Linked DNA regions of Gossypium hirsutum: region 1 is linked to region 2. The links are chromatin contacts, called in public Hi-C maps. All regions are on one chromosome and are shown on one strand. The core of a region is the stretch at or near the end of the contact, and the rest is flanking DNA. Distances in the headings are between cores, read along the strand shown.

Region 1 (2,939 bases), core at 238-2,737, 44 kb before region 2:
CTTTCTCGGACTTAACTTCCTTATGATTTTCACTATCATCTGGTTTTCCCTTTTCTTCACCATCCGTCTTTTCTTTGGCTTCAATATTTGACTTTTCCTGACCCTTTTGCACATTGTTACCTTCTATCTCACCATCTGTATTCCCTTTGTTATCATGTTTTGATTCTTCCAAACCCTTTTGCACGTTATCAACTTCTTTCGCACCATTCGTCTCTCCTCTGGTTTTAAGATTTGATTCTTTCTGACCTTTTTGCTCATTATCACCTTCTTTCGCACCATCCATCACTCCTTTGGATTCCTGACCCTCCTTATCGCCTTTTCCACCATCTGCCTTTCCCCTGGCTTCAAACTGCGATTCTTCCTTACCCTTTTGCTCGTTATCACCTTTTGTACTGTCCACTTTTCCTCCGGCTTCAAACCGCGATTCGTCCTTACCCTTGTGCTCATTATCACCTTTTCCACCATCTGCCTTTCCTCCGGCATCAAAATGTGATTCTTGCTTAGCCTTTTGCACATTATCACCTTCTCCACTATCGGTCTTTCCTCCGGCTTCAACATGTGACTCTTCCCGACCCTTGTGCTCAATATCACCTCGTTGTTCATTGTCTGAATTTCCTTCTGCTTCACTACTTGAATCTTTCCCATCCTTCACCAAATTCTCACCTCCATTTGAACCTGATTGCAGTTTCAAATTACTCTTACTTGTATCACTCCCAATATCTCCTTTTGATCCATTAGTTTGATCTCCTCCATTACCTTTCAAGTTTTTAATTCCAATTGAATCTGAAACAGATTTAGATTCACCATTTTCCTTCAACAGTTCCACTGTGCCATCTAATTTCTGATTTAAACCAGTCTGTTCGTTCCCCTAAAAAGGAAAAATCAATGAGAAATTTTATTTGATCCCATGAATGAAATTAAAAAATTTAATCAACTTTCTCCATTAAAAAAAAAACACTCACCTTTGGATCAGAACCTGAGCAATCGACAGCAACTAGCAGTAGAAAAAATCCCATCAAAAGAACATAATTTCTTTCCATATTTAACATAAACCCAATTTTTTTGCTACAATAAGAACCTATTCATCACAGAATTTAATCAAAAGCAACCTCAAAACAGTCTAAATATATATGAAGAAGAAGAAGAAGTTGAAGGTTTCTAACCTTAAAAAGTAGACCTTTTTTTGTACACTAATTTGGACAGCTTCCACATTCACCACTTCCAAACTTGAAATACTTCATTTCTCATCAAAATTTTAGAGAAAAAAGAAGATCAGACATACAAGGGTAGATTTAAAAAAAAAAAGTGTTGGAATAGGAACAGGGGTTAACTGGGGGAGAAAAAAAACAAGGAGACTTTGAACCGAGAAAGGAAACGGTGGCGTTTAGGAGTTATATATAAGCGGAACAGAGTTCCAAGGATATAGGTTGCATAATTGACATTGGCTTTGGATCGCATCGCAAATCTTCTTTTCCTGTTTCTGAAGCAACGTTAATTATTATTATTAACTTTTTTAATTTACGATTTTTTAAATCATTTTATGACACTTGCAACATTAGTTATGTATCAATATAAGTGCGATATTCAAGTTTAGGTATTAATTATGTTTAAAATAAATTTAGATATCTGTTTTTTTACATATATAATATAAAAAAAAGTTTCAAAATGGTATACCAGCTGAACTATTTACGAAAATGGTGTATCAGGGATGGTGGAGGGTGGCGCATAGGTGGCACCACCTTTATTTTTAGACTTTTCTGACTGACAGTGAAAAAAACACTTTTTTAATAGGTGAAACCTTTTGAATACGCAACCCGAGTACAAATACAAAACAAATATAAAATGAAATTAAAAAAAAGGAAAATCGAAAAAATAGGGTGAAGGGTGAGTGTCAGGCGGCACTGGTGAAGCCCTCTTAACAGGCGACATCATGTTAGCCCTAACTCCCTCGACTATTGCGTCGTGATGGGATGAGACCCATAAGGGTCTTGTGAAATCGAGTTTGGGGGACCTTATAACCATGGTCCCTTAAAGTGAAAAAAAGAAAAAAGAAAAATGTTATGGTTTAGCTAACGGTCATATCTTTGTTTATATTTCTATTAAGACTGTTAAAAATAATTAGTTAAACGCTGCAATTTCTTTTGAGTGGATTAGTGATACGATGAGTTTTTTGTCTAGTAAAAAACGGGTGCGTTTAGTCTATTGCAGTATAGCGGTTATTGCTGTCATTATATTGCTTGTAACCGAAAGGGAAAGACATGAAAAATTGAATTCTGTTTTCAGCTTCTTTTTTCTCTTTCTGTTTTTTCTCTGGATTTCCTCTCTTCTTTCTTTTTTATCTCTATCTCAAATCATTCTTCAACAAAGGTATCAAAGCTATCGATCCTCATGACTGGTGACGGAGTAACCATGCAAATGTAGAAGGAACTCGGACAGATCCAAGGTGAACTTTCTCACATGCAGTCAGAGTTTTCTCAGTTGAATACATGAATTGATGTTCGGTTGAAAGATCTACAAGAAGGAATCAAGTCGGAGGTACGTAAATGAATCAAGTCGGAGGTACGTACAAAACTTCGTTCTGAGCTTCACTCTTTATTTGAGCAATATTTTGGTCATGGACCTCTAATGGCAGTGGACGGTGCGGTGAATAGTAAAGGTAAAGGGATTTTGGGGTCACCACCTAGTTTCCCATCTTAAGAACACATAATAGTATCTCCGATGGCAGATCTAGGCCATTCAAGCATGTCTTCATGTGGAGTGATGGTGGAAGCTAATCGTTTCACTTTTAGGATGGAATGCCCGTCATTTGATGGTGAGAACTTTCAAGGATGGTGGTCCAAGCTTGAGCAGTACTTTGAAGAGGAGGTGATTGGTGATCATGCAAAGGTTCGGCTAGTTATGTTGCATCTCGAAGGTAAGGCACTTGACTGGCACCATTT
Region 2 (2,871 bases), core at 75-2,574:
AAGAGTTTCATAAGGTTACTGATTTTTTTGAAAAATGAGTGAAAATTTGTTTGTGGCTGAGTTTGTGGTAGACGCTAGTCCGATGACCTCAAACATTGGAATTGGACGTGCTACCAAGAAGGTGAAACACCGATCAGATTTTCCACCAGATATGGATAACCCTACGATTGACTAGAATGGTGTTAAGATTCTGGAAAATGATACAAACAAGACTTCATATAAAAACACCTTGATAGGTAATTCATTTCGTTCAAATCCAGTGCTAAAGGAGGAAGCTTTTGCACTACAAGAAGGAGATGTATTGACAGAAATGACTGACAGAATCCCATCGATCACATTTTTTTGAAAGGGTGCAAAAATTCATTGAAAGGAAGATGGAAAGAACAATCATTATCAAATTGTTAGGATGAATGATTACTTTCAATGCCTTACTGAATAAGATCATGTTGTTATGGAGACCCAATCAACCTTTTAGCCTTATGAATTTGGAGAATGATTTTTATCTGGTATGATTCAATGATGAAGAAGACTATAACAAAGTATTGACCAGTGGCCTATGGGTAATCTTTGGGTAGTATCTCAAAGTTCGGCCATGGTCGCCGAACTTTTCGACTACTCAAAATGAGATTGACACCCAAGCTGAATGGGTTAGACTACCTGGCCTCCCAAAGGGGTACTATTCGGACTTCCTACTTAAGGCTATTGGGCAAACTATTGGTCCAATTTTGAAGATTCACGAGAATATTGATAGTGCTAGAATGGGGCATTTTGCACGATTGGCGATCTGTGTTGATCTCCGGAAGCCATTGGTATCAAAGATAAAAATCAATGGAAGAATACAACGCCTTGAATACGAATTGTTACCTAACGTTTGTTTCAGTTGTGGACTTTATGGGCATAGTTCTGAATCATGCCCAAAGATATAGGCTCCACAGGCGACGAATGCAAGTTATTCAAAATAGAGTGGAAAAGGAATGTTATGGCCCTTGGATGTTAGTGGAATGTCGATAGTGATGAATCGGAACACAGCGGTTATAGGGAACAAGAATGACAATAATCTAGGTGTGACTGCTGGAGGATCTCGGTTTAATGTTCTTGATGTGAATTAAGGGCTTGTTGATAATGATGAGATCTCTAATAGGGATATTTACTAGAGCAGATTTCGGGGAAAGAGTGAGCAGACTATGGATAAAAACAATAAGGCTTCCAATTCTGCCACTTGCCAAAAGAAAAATAATTTAAAAGCAAAAGGTAAAGGTATCTCGGTTGCTAGTGGGCTTTGAACGAATCTCAACATCTTAAAGCCTAACAATACTGTGAACGGGCTTTCAAGTTCAAGTGGACAAGGGCTAGTTGATGATGGGTAAAAAATGGGCCATAAAGAAGTGACTGATAGGAATGGGCTTTTTAAGTTTCAATCATTTCAGGTTAAGGCATCCCTAAATGGTCAGAAAAATAAAGCTGTGAAGATTCTAGAGGGTAAAAATTTTGATTCAGTTCACAGAAAGAAAAGGAATATTGGGGAATCAAGCGTAGTTTTGGAATTATCAAAACCGAAGGACATAACAAGTAAGAAGACAGGTCAAGAGCCTTTATACATGGATGTTCCTCGATCGCGAAAACCGCCGGATGTAGGGGCTTCAAGGTCTTAACACATAATGGTGGAGGTAATGACAGCTATGGAGGAAATTATATCAAGAATAAAAAGAGATTCAAGCCATGTTTCTATGGTTGTTTAGGACAACATTTTGATGGAGACGATTGATGTTGAAGATAGTCGGAATGAGAAGCATATGGATTGGTTCTCTTCCTTGCCCTATGGGTGTGTTTTATCTTTTCTCTCATTTGTTATTTATGGATACAAAATTAATGTTTTGGAGTTGCCAAGGTGTTGGCCATCCACATTTCCATAGATTCATTAAGGAGTATACAAAAGAACTTTCACCAGATTTAGTTGGATTTTTTTATACTCGAATTAGTGACTCTAGGGTAGATGATGTTATTGAAAAATTAGGCTTCCAAAATTCATTCAAAATTGAGGCCATAGGGTTTTCTTGGGGTATATGGTTATTATGGAGTGATAACATCAAAGTTGATGTCATTGATTTGCATTCACAAATGGTTAATCTGAAAATTGTAAGCAGATAAGGACATATAAGTTTCCTATGTTTGGCTGTTTATATGAGCCCTCACCCAACCAAAATGAAATTTCTTTGGTAGTTTTTGGACTCTATAGCATTATCAGTTAAGGAGCCTTGGATTCTTGATGGAGATTTCAACTCCATTCTGGATAGTTTGGAGCATGACGGTGGTGTTATTCGTGTGAAGGCAAGTTGTAATTTTTTTTAAGGATTTCTTATTCAAGAATAAGCTGAGGGATATGGGTTTTTCTGACCCTCGTTTCACCTGGAGTAGAGGTAATCTTTTTCAAAGACTTTATAGGCCATCTGCAACTCATATTGGAACTGTTTCACTCCAGATAGTTTGGTCTGACATCTCCACAAATTGAAGTCGGATCCTCGACTAATCTTGGTTAATTTGGGTTCTAGTGGCCATAATCATCAGAATACAACTTGTCGGCCTTTCAAATTTATAGCAAGCTGGCTACTTCATCCAGAATTTGGGGATTTGGTGTGTAATTATTGGAACCACAAAATTGATGTTGTTTCAAACTTGGAACTTTTTCAAGCAGAAGTCTAAAGCTGGAACAAAAATGTTTATGGTAATATTTTTGCTCGAAAAAATGAATTGGTAAAGCAACTCGAACGTGTAACGGGTATTTTGGAGGTTCGATCATCTTTAGGTCTACAAGCTCGAGAGTTTGAATTATGTCAGGAAATTGAAGAAGTCTTGAAGCACGAGTGTCACATC

Evidence for each region. Hi-C and Micro-C count contacts between places; a contact is called where the count stands out from the background.
Region 1: a Hi-C map of leaf shows a contact between it and region 2, with 3 times the contacts expected there. The contact joins the promoter of LOC107950755 here to the enhancer-like site in region 2. A contact is called at or near these places in 14 of 34 Hi-C or Micro-C datasets (anther, callus, fibers and 3 more).

Annotation. Positions count from the first base shown.
Region 1 is chrD03:33,642,955-33,645,893 of Gossypium_hirsutum_v2.1, reverse strand. LOC107950755 (circumsporozoite protein) reads right to left here and starts at 1,487. Exons shown (of 5, transcript XM_016885706.2): 1 at 1,164-1,487; 2 at 963-1,078; 3 at 1-868. The coding sequence starts at 1,049.
Region 2 is chrD03:33,599,309-33,602,179 of Gossypium_hirsutum_v2.1, reverse strand. No RefSeq gene overlaps it. Among protein-coding and RNA genes, the nearest start is that of LOC107950082, 19 kb to the left of the region's middle. Within about 2 kb of position 1,324, at least 8 of the 9 cell types and tissues checked have an H3K27ac peak or open chromatin away from gene starts, as enhancers often do. A contact at or near this core is called in fibers and leaf, where this site is marked.